Linked DNA regions of Hordeum vulgare: region 2 is linked to region 1. Evidence: chromatin contacts called from public Hi-C data. All regions are on one chromosome and are shown on one strand. Each heading gives the region's core, a stretch centred on a gene start, on an enhancer-like site or on the middle of the called end of the contact. The rest is flanking DNA. Distances are from core to core; before and after follow the strand shown.

The links. A called contact is a pair of places that touch in the nucleus more often than the background predicts.
Region 2: a contact with region 1 is called in a Hi-C map of seedling, with 4 times the contacts expected there. The contact joins the promoter of LOC123427094 here to the promoter of LOC123427089 in region 1. A contact is called at or near these places in 2 of 6 Hi-C or Micro-C datasets (leaf and seedling).

What each region holds. Positions count from the first base shown.
Region 1 is chr2H:538,655,491-538,662,769 of MorexV3_pseudomolecules_assembly, reverse strand. LOC123427089 (phosphoglycolate phosphatase 1A, chloroplastic-like) reads left to right here and starts at 3,387. Exons shown (of 11, transcript XM_045111043.1): 1 at 3,387-3,781; 2 at 3,882-3,949; 3 at 4,055-4,147; 4 at 4,233-4,304; 5 at 4,420-4,491; 6 at 4,686-4,745; 7 at 4,824-4,876; 8 at 5,110-5,207; 9 at 5,358-5,457; 10 at 5,596-5,699; 11 at 5,789-6,061. The coding sequence starts at 3,529. The coding sequence ends at 5,895. It overlaps LOC123427088, which reads right to left. Exons shown (of 1, transcript XM_045111041.1): 1 at 6,664-7,279. The coding sequence ends at 6,802.
Region 2 is chr2H:539,185,795-539,193,073 of MorexV3_pseudomolecules_assembly, reverse strand. It overlaps LOC123427094, which reads left to right and starts at 3,049. Exons shown (of 4, transcript XM_045111050.1): 1 at 3,049-3,462; 2 at 3,822-4,131; 3 at 4,452-4,859; 4 at 5,275-6,099. The coding sequence starts at 3,314. The coding sequence ends at 5,856. It overlaps LOC123427095 (B-box zinc finger protein 24-like), which reads right to left. Exons shown (of 2, transcript XM_045111051.1): 1 at 7,094-7,279; 2 at 6,369-6,990. The coding sequence ends at 6,736.

The DNA of each region.
Region 1 (7,279 bases), core at 2,138-4,637:
GCGCTCATGCATCTGTAGCAATGGTGAAAGGACGCAAATGGGAGAGCTCTTCGGGTGGCATAGCGGATTGAAGAATGAACAAAGCGGAAATATTTAGATGGTTGTCCACTTCTTCTCTTGGAGTCATGTTGTTGCGATTATAAGGGTTAAAGCCTTTCTCGATCACCCTCCATAGTTGCGTTGAGTTCTGATTCAAATGAGACTTGATACAAAAAATCCAATTAGGAAAGTTAGTGAAATCAAGCTTGGGTGGGGCCCATTAGGATTAATAAGAGGTGGGGGAACCGGTCCCACCATAGGATGAGGGAGGGGCAACCGCGGCATGGGTGCTCGATCCATTTGCTCCTTGAGAGGATTTGGGTAGTTTGGTACTAGTTGTTTCCTTAACAAAATCAGCATACGTCTCCATATGGAATGGATTAACTAAATCCTTTGGATCGGTGGGGAGTTTAAGGTTCTCAAGGAACTTATTCAGCATGTCCTTGACCTCGTCAACCATGGATGATCTAAGAGAGGCGATGTCCTCATTCAAATCATCATGGGTGACAACGGTCCCAACTGCACACGCAGAGTTCTCCTTCCATCACCTACTTCGTCAACCATACTCTTTTGGGTGGTTAAGCCTTTAAAAGAGACGTAGCTCTCATACCAATTGAAAGGATCGGTATAGTTGACTAGAGGGGGTGAATTGGCAACTACCAATTTTTAACTTTTCTTAACAAATAAGATTTAGCAACAAGTAGGTTGTTTAGATATGCAACTAGGTAAACAACCTATATGATTCTAGCAACAACAACAATACAAGCAAGCAAAGGATACACCACAAGTAAAGCTTGCACAAAGTAAAGCTAAGAAATAACCACATGTGGAACCGGTGGAGACGAGGATGTGTTACCGAAGTTCCTTCCCTTTGAGGGGAAGTACGTCTCCGTTGGAGCGGTGTGGAGGCACAATGCTCCCCAAGAAGCCACTAGGGCCACCGTATTATCATCACGCCCTCACACAATGTGATATGTTGTGATTCCACTAGTGGTGTCCTTGAAGGTAGTGACCAAACCTTTACAAACAAGGTTGGGGAAATCTCCACAACTTAATTGGAGGCTCCCAACATCACCATGAAGCTTCACCACAATGGATTGTGGCTCCCAGGTGACCTCAACCGTCTAGGGTGCTCAAACACTCAAGAGTAACAAGATCCGCAAGGGATTAGTGGGGAGAATCAAATTTATCTTAGTGGAAGTGTAGATCAGGGCCCTTCTCAACCAAACCCTAAAAGATCAACAAGTTTTGTTGGCTAGGGAGAGAGATCGGGCGAAAATGAAGCTTGGAGCAACAATGAAGCTTAGGGAAGGAAGAGGTGGTCTTCTTGGGGAAGAAACCCCTTTATATAGTGGGAGAACAAATCCAACCTTAGGCCCTCTTAGCCGGCACATAAGCGGTACTACCACTCATGGGAGCGGTACTACCACTTGGGTGGTTGCGCCAGCTACACAGGCAATGGCACACAGCCACGAGCTAGTAGTGTCGCCGGAGCGGTACTACCGCTCGCCCCAGTAGTACTAACGTTGGGGTTGCAATGTACAGGCCCTCGAACGCAGGGCAGTGGCAGAAGCAAAGGTACTACCGCTTATAGGCGGTAGTGCCTCGCCCTATTTCTGCCCAGAGTCCGTTCAGAGTCCCAAGACCAGAAGGAAGGGCGGTAGTGGAGCATAGTAATAGGCGGTACCACTTGAAGGCGGTACTACTGCGTCGTACTAACGTCCCAACAAACGCTCAGTCTGGCACAAAAAGTCAAGACTCGAGAGCCATCGGTACCGTGCACGGCACTGGGCAGCGCTACTACTGCCCGGGGGCGGTACTACCGCTTACAGAGTAGGCGGTACTACTGCTTGGTTCCTTGAGGACAAGAACAGAGGCATAGTTGGAACAACTCCATTGATGTGAGGAAGGAACAAGGATGCAAACGAAAGGGTAGTGTTGATTCCACCCAAACCTTTCCGATGTGTACCCCCTCTTAATAGTACGGTTCCCCTACGATTCAATTTCACCGAAAACGAAATGCAGAAAAATAACCGTCTTCGCTATTATCCACCGAGGGGCAAGAATCGTCTTGTGCCATATGTAAATTATCTGAAAGGCTTAATGCATACGATTAGTCCGTAAATGCATTTTCATCAATCATCAAAACCACTAAGAAATAAATATGGCCTAACAACCTCTTCAATTAAATCGTTCCCAAACATAGGCCAAAATGTCTTATAAAAAATAACGTGAAGACCATCAGGCCCCGGAGCTTTCAAATTGCCAATGGCGAATAAAGCCTTACACACATCTTCAGCAGTGTAAGGAACAAGGAAGGCATTATTCATTTCAATGGACACTCTTCTCCAAAAGAGGGATAAGATTTCCTCACTCGGTTACGAAACTGACAATGTGATCTTCCAACTCCGTACCTTGCTTCCAAACCCCGGTGTCATCCAGAAGTTTCTTAATATTATTCCTCTTCTTTCTAGCCGTAGTCGCATTATGGAAAAAGAAGTATTACGGTCCATGTAACAGCTAGTTGGCATGAATAGATAGCAAATACTCGATCCAAACATCATGTTGTAGTCAAATTTCACTTTTTTCCTACTTCCCCGTTCCTAAATATAAGTCTCTCTAGCAATTTCATTGCGGACTACAAACGGAACAAAATGAGTGAATCCACATTCTAAATTATGTCTATATGCATCTGTATGTAGTTTATAGTGGAATCTTTAAAAAGACTCATATTTAAAAACCGAGGAGTAGTTATTAATTGGGGTGCTACGTCTCAGCCGGCGAATCTTTTAGAAAGATTCACCGCCTAGTGAGCCGTTGGATCTAACAATTGTACTTCGTAACAGATCTCTTGTGCAGAGACGTTTGCAATGGTGATTATATTGCGGGTTCTTTTACAATATGGGTCGTGTTGCCGGATTTCTTTTTGCAAGATGGATCATATGTTATGGATTTCTTTTACAACATGAATCATGTTGCGGGATTTTTTTATGTAATATGAGTTGTGTTGTCGGATTTGTTTTTGTAACATGGGTCGTGCTACAAGAATTTTTTTTACACGTTGCAGGGTTGGTTGCAAAAACAATGAAGCAGTTGTAGAACGTGGATACGGAGGGGTTGGTTCATGACCATTTAACGGAACCCATCCAACAGGCACGGATACGGTGGACTCTCGCTTAAAGTTGGTCGGTTGAAGAATCATTTCCCTTGTTAATTCGGCGGTTTCGTTTTCTCCCGACCTTTGCACGAGTGCAAACACTATCTCGAACCACAACCACAGCAACACTAGCCCCAATCCCTCCCCTTTGCCTTGCCAGCCACAAATCCGCAAGCCATGGACGCGCCACACCAACCAGACGGGACACGAGAAATGTTCATCCATGGCACAGCCACATAGGCATATACCGTTACATCGCCCAAACCGAGACCACACCAACCAAACGCCACCCGATCCTCTTCAAAGAAAAACGTACTAGCATCGAAGCAGCGATGCTCCTGGCTCGCGCCTCCCCCAGCTTCCTCGCCTCCACCTCCTCCACCCCTACCCCGTCGTCACAGACGCTGCCGCCGTCCGCGTCCTTCGGGAGGAGCCAGCGCACGGGCGGCGTCCTAGCCACGGCATCGCCGAACAGCGCCCCCAGACGGCCCGTGATGGCGGCTGCGGCGGCAGTCCCGGCGGCAAAGCTGGAGGACGCCGAGGCGCTCATCGACTCCGTCGAGACGTTCATATTCGACTGCGATGGTGAGAGACTGATCAATCGCTCAAGGTCTAGTTACCAGTTTGCTGGAGCTTTTCCTGAATGAATTGGCTGCTCTCTTCTTCTTGTCGTTGTGGCGCGTAGGGGTGATCTGGAAGGGCGACAAGCTGATCGACGGCGTGCCGGAGACGCTCGACCTGCTCAGATCAAAGGTCTGCTATGAACTGTAATGGCTCTGGTAGATTCGCAGAATGGATCATCTTCTCACACTTCATATGGGTTCTTGCTGGTTTCATCAAGCTGTTGCTGTGCTGCAGGGCAAGAGGCTGGTGTTCGTGACCAACAATTCCACCAAGTCGAGGAAGCAGTACGGGAAGAAATTCGAGACGCTCGGGCTCAGTGTCAACGAGGTATGCCTGTCATCAACTGCTGTCTCCCTTGACAATTTATGCTCCTGCTAATTGACTTGACGAGGCATGGCCGGTCAATGTGCAGGAAGAGATATTTGCTTCGTCCTTCGCAGCTGCCGCATACCTGGAGTCCATCGATTTCCCCAAAGACAAGAAGGTAGTACATCAGTCAACATCATTAGAAAATCTGGCTGCATTGCATTGTATTGCATTGGCACACATGATTTAGCACCAAAAAATCAAGAGCAGGGTTAAGTATTTCTATGGTCCAGGTTTACGTGATTGGAGAGGAAGGGATCCTCAAGGAGCTCGAGCTGGCTGGCTTTCAGTACCTCGGCGGACCTGTATGTAACAAAGAGTGACTCCTTTCTCTGTGATATTCATGATTATTTAACAGACCAAGATCATGTTTTCGTTTTAGCATGTTATTATAGTAGTAGGTGGTTTAGCCAATGTTGCATGCTAATCAGCATCAGCTGAGTGGACGAGAGTTTGGACAAACTTACACGACTTAGATTGTATCCCCGTGCTCTTGCAGACAGACGGTGACAAGAAGATAGAGCTGAAGCCTGGCTTCTACATGGAGCATGACAAAGATGTAAGTATAATCAAACTTCCTCTTCTGATCTTGAGTTACGAAGTGGCACCACTGCAGTAATAAAATGGATTTACACAGGTTGGAGCAGTTGTAGTGGGATTTGATCGCTATTTTAACTACTACAAAGTTCAGTAAGTAAATCCTCGTTCTCTCCTCTCTCGCCTTAGAAATAATAAACTTAGACAACAAAACAGACAATGAAAATAAGGTTGGATATAAATGATTCAATTAAGACACACTGAAAACACACTCATTTGATTAAACACGTGTAGAAGCAAGATCACATGCTAGCTCTTCGTAATCTACAAAAGTTTGGTGTTACCAGTTCCACATATGTAAACTTATCGCTAATCTACTTCGTAAGGTACGGGACACTCTGCATACGTGAGAATCCTGGGTGCCTTTTCATTGCAACAAACAGGGACGCTGTCACCCATCTCACTGATGCCCAGGAGTGGGCAGGTTAGTCGGCCATTCCAACTCTTTATATATGCCAGCTAAAAAGAACTCTTTATATATGCCAGCTAAAAAGAACTCTTTATACATACTGATACTTCGAAGGATACATACCACCGTCCCTTGCTCAAATCATGAACATTTGCCTTGGCCCAGGTGGCGGGTCGATGGTCGGTGCTGTTCTTGGTTCAACCAAACAAGAACCGCTCGTCGTCGGGAAGCCGTCGACATTCATGATGGACTACCTGGCAAAGAAGTAAGAGGCTAACTGTCTCAGCAGCAATCCAGCTCCATGAATCCGTTTCCAGAACTCTGCAAGGAAGAATGTGTGAAGCAAAAGCTGATGCCTAAGAATAGTTTTGAGATGTTTCACCTTTCTTCATTTTGGTGGCAGGTTTGGAATCACAACATCTCAGATATGCATGGTAGGTGACCGTTTGGATACTGACGTTCTATTTGGGCAAAATGGAGGCTGCAAAACTCTCCTGGTTCTTTCAGGTATCTTGATCATACTATTCACCCTGAACTCCAGTGCATGGTGTGCTGAATTCTCATCGGCATTAACCTTGGTCGGCTGCCTTCTGCAGGTGTGACTTCCGTGCAGATGCTTCAGAGCCCCGACAACACGATCCAGCCAGATTTCTACACAAACCAAATTTCTGATTTTCTCACCCTTAAAACAGCAGCAGTATGAACAGAAATGTGAATGTACTGCTTTAGCTGGGGGAGGGCCGTTACTTTTGTATAGCAACTAAGAGATCACCCGGGATGGTTTTCTTTCACATTGATTTGTAATCGCGAGACAGATGTTTAAATGCAAGTATGTACATCATTAAATGCATATCAACTTGATGCTGCTACCTACTTTTCCTTGGCTCAAGATTAACAATGAATAAACAAAACATCTATGGCAATCAAAATATGCCTGGTTAATCTCGAAATGCAAGCCCAGAGAATAAAAAGGGGAGATCAGAAATGTTGGCTAAGCACAAGACATATACTCCCTCCGTTCCTAAATATATGTCTTTCAAGAAATTTCACTAAGTGACTACATACGGAGCAAAATGAGTTAATCTATACTCTAAAATGTCTATATACATCCGTATGTAGTCCCTTAGTAAAAACTCTAAAAAGACTTATATTTAGGAACGGAGGGAGTAGAAGGTAAATATGATCCCAGAAGAAAAAAATAAATTGCATCACCAACCCTTATGTTGCTCATGAGAAAATATTCCAGAAGAGAAGCATTACTGTTTGTGTATTACCTCTAACAATACTAGCAACAAAGTGTTTCACTCAGATCTTGTACCAGGTAATCTTACTGGGAACCAATAAATTACTAAAACATAGAACATCAAATTATGTGTATGCTCTGTACTTTTATGTACAGAAGATCAAACACAAATGATCCAATCTGGTTCCCATGCTCTCTAAGCTCAAGCAAGAAGTGTACACGGTAGCATACCATGAGAATTTCATTATATCAGTAAGAACAAGAAACATGTACTGTACAGGTGGTATGAAAGCTTCGCTCTAATGACAAAATTGCATGATAAAATCTATACAGTTTCAGTTGTACATTATTGTGGCTTTGCTTTTCTCATTTCTTTAAGCTGCGCAACAATGTTAGCAAAGCTTCCTTCACATTTTGGCTCCTTGTTTGCCTCGTTTCCTCTGATGTGACACGCAAGCTCTCAAGACCACGGCCCAGGGAGGCAATCATGGGAACAGAAGGTGCGGCCTCGGCAGCACACTCGATCCCATCTCCATGCTTCAGGAGGCCAGCACATGCAACCAAGCTAAAACCAAATGTTGCCCAAGGAGCTGTTCGGAAAGGTCGGTTGTGCTTCTGCCTCTTTTGCATTATTTCATAGAACGACGTCCGCATCGCCAACAAGCTAGTTCTCTCTACAGATGATATTACAGTGTGTGTCACGGCCCGAATCTTCTCTGCTGAAGCTGTGAATTGTAAAGCAGATGACTTCGAACCAGCACTAACCACGCCATGAGAGAGGAGCTTGCTTAATACAATGCCGGCATGCCTTTGCAGCTGCATTAAGCCATACTTTAATATCACT
Region 2 (7,279 bases), core at 1,800-4,299, 530 kb before region 1:
AAATTTGTTCGTGAATTCAAAAATCATTCATGTCTCAAAATTTGTTCACAAACTCAAAAAAGTGCGGTTTTTAAAATTTTGTTCTCGTTCGAAAACTTGGTTCTATCAATTCAAAAAATGTCTCTGTTTCCAAACTTGTTCGTATTTTCATAAAATGTTCAGAATTCGAAATATATTTTGCATTGCGAAATTCAAATGTTCGCTGGAGGTTTTGTGTTCTATCCATCTTATTGTCACACATTTTAGTATTTTGTGATTTTTTTATGTTTTGCTGTTTGCTTCCGTTTCTTTTATAATGACAGTGCATGTTGTGCAATAGTACCAGCCTCTCGCGATGGCTAGCAATCTGAACAATTCTGCAGCTAGTCGTGAGTTCGATTCCCCGCAAAGAACGGCATATAGGAGCTCCCCCCAGGAAACCCTATTTAGGCCCTGTTTGGGACCGCTCTGCTCCATCAAAAGAAGCTCCGCTCCATCAAATTCATTTTGGAGCAGTTTCATACGAAAGTTGTAGCTCTTTCAAAGAGAACATTTGGCTTTTATCCAGCTCTAGCTTCACGAATGGAAAATTTGGTGGAAAGGATCTATTTGATTGGATGAGAGGGGAGAAACGAAGGGGTATCCACTTATGGGTGGCAGTGGTGGGTAATTTCGCTCCAACTCTAGCTTCTATATTTTATAGAGCACCTCCTAGAGAGCTTCATAAAAAACAAGAAGTTGGACCCTAGATTTTAGTTTTTTTGTGGAGTTTTATATCGTGAAGCTACCCCGTTTGGCTTATGTTTTCTAGAGCGGAGATGAATTTTATGGAGTAGAGCAGTCCCAAACAGACTTTTAGCATCACGCTGCTTAAAGGCCAATTTTGCTAATCGGCGCCTGCAGCGTTCCGCCATGGGCCAATCCATTTAGAGATCCGATCTATATTTTAGCCTGTGAACTTTTTTCCAATTGATGAACTTTTTTAAAATTGGTCACCTTTTTTGAAAACCGATGAACTTTCTTTAAAATTGATGAATTTTGTTGAAAATCTGTAAACATAATTTAAATTTCGTCAATTTTAAAAATAATCAATGAATTGTTTTTATAAATTGATGAACTTTTTTTCAAAATCGATGAACTTTTTTCGAAAATCAATGTTTTTTTTAATTCTGCCCACTTATTTAAAATACATAAACATATTTCAAAAATCAGTGATTTATTTTTATAATAACTGAACTTTTTAGCAAATCTGATTTTTTGAAATCCTATAAATTGTTTTTATTTCTAAGAAGCAACACATTCTACAAGGGCCGGCCCACGAAAAGGAACGCTGCAGGCGTCGGTTTGCTTATCAGGTGCTGTAGGTGCCATATAGGACCTCCCGAAGCTCCCCGTACTCCGGTCACGCGTTGTGTGTTTATATGGGCTGGGCCATTGTCAGATTTTATGTTCATCGGTTTTGGGAAGGTTTTAGAACCCTGAACTTTTTTTTATTTTCGTTATTTCGTTTTTGCTTTGTATTTACTTTACTTTTTTGTTTTTCCTTTTCCTTTTATTTCTTCTTCTTTTTATTTCCTATTTTTCAAAATTTTAAATTTGCAATCATCTTTGAAATTCATTAACATACTTTGAAAATGTGAATATTTGTAGAAATCATGAATATTCTACAAATACGTGAACATTTTTCTGAAATCGTGAAACATTTTTTCAGAAAATTCGTGCACATTTTTAAATTTATGAACATTTTTTAAAATTGCATACATTTTCTGGAAGATGTTGAAATTGCTAACATTTTTGAAATTGCATACATTTTTTAAAACATGTTGGAATTGCATACATCTTCGGCCCTAGGCTAGCGACAATCACAGTGTCCCCACCCACCCTTCTCCCTCTTCCAACCCCTCCCGACCACCGCGAGTGGTTGCCGTTGGGTTGGTAAGCATGCGTGCAGTGACCCTGACAACTGCTGCTCCGTCGTGCCCTGGTTGATCCTGGCGGCGGAGGCTTTGGACCAGCGCAACGACGATGCGTTGCAGGTGGCTGCTGACGCTTGGTTGGCACGCTCCCAACAGTGGTTGGCCTGCTGGTGTTGCACTCGTCGGTGCCCACTCCTGCGACGACAACGTTCCTAGGCTTCCCCCATGCGTGTTGGTCTTCTCCGATAATTCTTCGCCATGCCCAGTCTGCCACAACATCCGAGGTTTTCGTTCATGGGTTGGGGCAAAATCCCCACACGACGATGACCTCTGCTGTCAACAGCGACGCCTGAGGGTGTCGTCGCCTCCTTGAAGGCATTTGGCATGACCTTGATCGGACCTCCTCCTCCAGCACCGGGAGAAATCCTAGGTTTGCCTTGGACCGGGTAGCAGTGGTGTCTCGACGATGTTCCCCCTCTTGAAGGCCCTGCTTTTGGCTACAAGTGGAGTACTTGATGCGGGAGGCGGTGGTTGGTGATGCATCGCTTTGGCATAGACTGCTACACAAGGACCAGGTCGCAATGTATGCCAACGTCGATGCTTCCCCTACGAATGCTATGACAGTTCCAATCAGGCCCTGCCTCTCACCCGCTGACTGTGGCACTCGGGTGCGAGGCACGTCGGCTTGGGCAGGCTTGGAGCTGCAATTGTTCCTAGAGGTGTGTGGCAATAACAGCGACACTGCCCCTGTTGCTTCGAGCCTCGATACCTTGCCATTTTTGACTCGAGCAAGGCTGGGCAAGTCCTAATGTTCGTTGCTTGTGTGTGTGTGGTTGAGGGCACCTCCTCACCTAATTGTAGTCATTTGTCGTGGATGGCCGTTGCGTGTGTGCGGCATGCACGTGTGTGTTCGTGTTTGTATCCCTCCTTTTGAAGGTTGTACCCCCTATATCCTCCTTCCAATGCAATGAAACGCAAACACTTTCATGCTCCTCGAGAAAAAAAAGGAAATTGCATACATCTTTTGAAATTGCACGTTAAACACAAAAGTGCTCCAAGCCCAGCTCACGCATACCATGCGTGACTGGCCCAGTCCAGTGGCCAGTCCACTTCGCTTCTCCGCTTCATCTCGCCCATGCTGCAAAGCGGAGCCCACGCGAGCGAGGCGTCGTCCCCGTTCTTCTTCCCCGCAGGATTCGCCCGCCGCACTCTCGCGCACGCTCAGTGCCCACTCGCCGAGTCGCCATTCACCACTCACCAAGCCCGTATGCGTACCGGCACAGCGCCACGCCGGCTCTCCACCTGAGTCGGCCCGTGCGCTACCCCCGAGGCCCCCGGAACTATCCCACCCAACCACACGCGCGCCCGCGCTCGCACGGGCTATCTCGAACTCTCGCTGTACGGTGCTACGGGCGCGCATGGCCAGTCGACTCCTCTTGCTCCGGCAGGCCACAAGGAGGTGGCGCCTCCAGCCTTCACCACCTCCGCCGCCTCTCCCCTCGTCCGGTGGCGTAGATGCGACGGCGCCTTCCCACGAAACAGTGAGGCTCAGCCCACCACCTCCGCTGTAAGACACAAACCTGTCGATCCCTTTCTTGCCCGCTGATTCTTATTCTAAGCTGTCAATGGGGCTCAGTAAGCCATTTTCGGGAGGTTTTGGTGACCAGGGCTTGTGCTTTGTGCTATTGATGCAGTAGGTTTGCTCAGAAACAATAGCGAGGTTGAAATGTTCGATGAAATGCCAATGACGTGAACTGTTAGCACAGTTCACTGTTTTCATCTTGCTATGTTTTTGCCTCTGTGTTTTAACTGTGTTTGTATGTGCACGCACACTAATGAACACGTTAAGCTCTTGGGGGTGGTTCTCGTTAGGCAAATACAATAATGTAACAGTTCTGTTATTTCGGAGTACTGATGCTGTTGCAGTTATACTTTCCATAAGGTTTTTTGTCAAGACGCAAGGTTCTTCAGCTGTCCACGAAGTTATAACCTTCAAACATGCCGTTCTGTCCATACCAGTCGACCTGTTAATAGTCAAAATCAAGATATGGCAATGGGTCCGCAAAATCCTGGGGCCATCGTATCTGTTGATGATTGTGGCAAACCAAAAGCAAAGAGGAAAAAACTTAAAGGGAAGAGGGCCGTAACAAGGTTTTTGAAATCGTTGAGATGGAAAAAGGAAAGGGAATTTCAGAGAATGACTGCAGAGGAGAAGATTTTGTATAAATTGAAGCTAGTAAGTTGCTATAGACATGTCTCTTTGTATTGTTATATCTTTTAATTCATGAGGAATTTTTCATCCATAAAATAATGATCTTGGTCAGAAAAAAAGGCATAAAAGAATGAAATTTGCTTGACTTTCACTTGACGTAGCAAGCTGAACTTCCAGCCTTGAAGGTGGGATATGTTATTAGATTTTTAAATGTATCTTTCTGCCGTTGCTCTCACATTACGATGAATCTACGTGTTTCTTTTTTATGCACTCCGCTGTTTAAAAATTCTCGTAACTATATTGTTATACTGTTGATTTATTCTTTATATATTTTTCCCTTAAAGGCTCGAAAGAAGGAAGAACGACTTCTTGCAGCTTTGAAGAAAATTGAGCCAAATGATCCTTCAGAACCTACACATGATCCTGAGGTTCTTACACCTGAAGAACACTTTTACTTCCTCAAGATGGGCCAAAAAAGTAAAAATTATGTGCCCGTTGGAAGGCGTGGAATTTACCAGGGAGTGATCTTGAACATGCATTTGCACTGGAAAAAACACCAAACCCTACAGGTAATTGTGAAGACATTCACACCAGAGGAGGTTAAGGAAATTGCCTCAGAGTTAGCAATTCTAAGTGGTGGTATTGTGCTCAGCATTGAAGAAGGAAATACAATTATTATGTACAGAGGAAAAAACTATGCACAGCCACCACCCGAGATAATGTCTCCAAAGGTTGCACTTCCTAGAAAGAAGGTATGTTCTTTCTGTGCTATCATGGTCAAGATATCAATGTCTGTCTGTACATATGTATTAAATGTGAAGCAAGGTTATAAAAACATACACAAAAACTAGTAACAGACCGACTACAAAATTCCGAAGCAAAACAAGCTCAGTAAGATCCTCCTAATTTATGCAGAGGCCTTAATAAGATATCAATTCATCATTCATCACCTGAGTTTAGAACATCAAAAGGCACTGTCAGCCAATTATTTTCAGTTAGTAGGAAGGGTGTTCTGTATTCTAGTCAGGAAGCCAGGATCAAATAGAATATACTCCAATATAGACAGACATGCAGGATGAGAATGAATAAAGGATGACTAATATATTGTCCTGTTCTACCTTTTAATGTTAGTGCCTTGCTGTCTCTAAATCTTTCATCTTTAATCAGGCACTGGACAAATCAAAATATAGAGATCGCCTCCGAGCTCTTAGGAGGTACATTCCCAGACTTGAGCAGGAGCTTGAAGATCTTCACGCCCAGATGAAGTTAGCTGGGGGGCATATAGGACAAAGTGCGACTAAAGACATTGCTTTTATTTCAGACTGTACAAACAGTATATCTGTGAATAATGATTCTTCTAGCTCAGTTCTCAAGAGAACTGTATCCGAACTCCTGTCAGAAAAGATAGAAAGGTCTGAGAAGTTGGAGGGTGAAAATTCTGAGGTTGATGATGATTCAACTTCGGAGTCTATCACATATTCAGAATCGGAGGATCTCTCTGACATGTTTGAGACAGATTCAGAGGAGCAAGCAGAAGATAGCAAGGAGCGCCCTTTGTATCTAGATAGGCTGGATAAGTTTCTCCCAGAAAAAAAAGACAATGAACCAGACGATTTTGAGGAGCATCTGCGGAAGATTGCTTCACTTTCTGACAAGGCAGATTCACCCGCAAAAGAACTGAAAATCTCCGAGCTTGATGAGATCGATAAAATATTCCTAAGAGCTAGTTCATTGCTGAAGAAAAGGTGACAGCCAATTTTAATTTGTATACAATTTGCTAGAGTTTTACTAGCTAAACATATATGTGCAGTTTACTAGGATCTTCCAAACTTTTTTTGAGAAATGCTAGAAAGTGGTTAGGGACTGGCAAATACTGGACTGACTCATAAATCTTACTACTACTGAAGAGCATCCACCATTTTGGCTAGTTTGTTTTCTTACTGCAATGTGGCGAGCTCATTTGAAGTCAAATAATTGATAACAATTAGATTATGGTGCGTGTGTACATGATTTTGTTTGTGACAACATAATGTTCCTCAATTGGTGTTAAGCAGTAGCCATCTTATGTACTTGTTGATTTCCTTTTTGTTCATTCATAGCTGGAGAAGAGTCGTTATCCCTGGTTGTTTGTAAGTGCACGATTACCATATTGTATGGCTGCAGTTCAAGCATGCTTTGCATGGTGATCTTCCCTCTGTATTCTGAGCCTCTTGTTTAGAGGTGGTTGATTGTAAAAGAGCCTCTTGTTTACAGGCTGAATGTAAAATCAAATCACAGTAAAAATTTGGAAGACTGATAAGCCTCAAAAGTAGTACAGTACAAAGTATATTACACTGATAAACCCATCTCGTTTGTGAAAGTATTTCCCCGATTCGCCCTGCAGCTTCATATGTTCCACGGCAACCAAGCGATCGGCACAAAAGGATTGCAGAATCCCTTTGCATACATACACACATACATATCACTAGTTTACTCATACTTCATCCGTTCCAAAATATTTGTCGTGCTTTTAGTACAAATTTGAACTGAAACCAGGTATTTTGGACAAACTTGAACTAAGACACGACAAGTACTTTGGAACGGAGGGAATACATCACACATACGAACTATACATTCAGTTCAGATATCTCATCCAAGATCGGGAACGATGAGGTAGTCCTCGTCGTCGTCGTCGGGCAGCTCCACCCTCGCCTTCTTGCTCTGGCGCGCACCGGCTGTCTTGTAGAAGCCCCCGTTGCTCGTCGGCGGCGGCGAGGCGAAGAGCTCGGGGACCTCCACCGCGGTTCTGCCCCACTTGGATGCCGGCGCCTGGTCGTCGTGGAACAGGTCGATGTCGGCGAACCACTCCAGCTCCTTGAACCCGAGAGGAGACGGAGAACCCTTCTGCAACAGCAGGCAGAAAAGGAAGCGCATGGAGGCACGGTGAGATGTATCCATGGAGGTGGCAGGGATACAATAGTAGTAGGTGATTTGCCTAGCTCCTTGCCTTGTCGCTGGACTCGTAGTCGGAGAACTGCAGGAGGTCCTCGACGGCCCAGCCGGACGACGGCATGAACGGCGACGACGGCACCTCCTGCGCCGCGGCCGAGACCGGCGCCGCCCTGGGGGGCTTGGAGGGCGGCGGCGGCGGGTGGCTGTCGGCGTGTGCGCTGCAGACGGAGCTGAAGCCGAC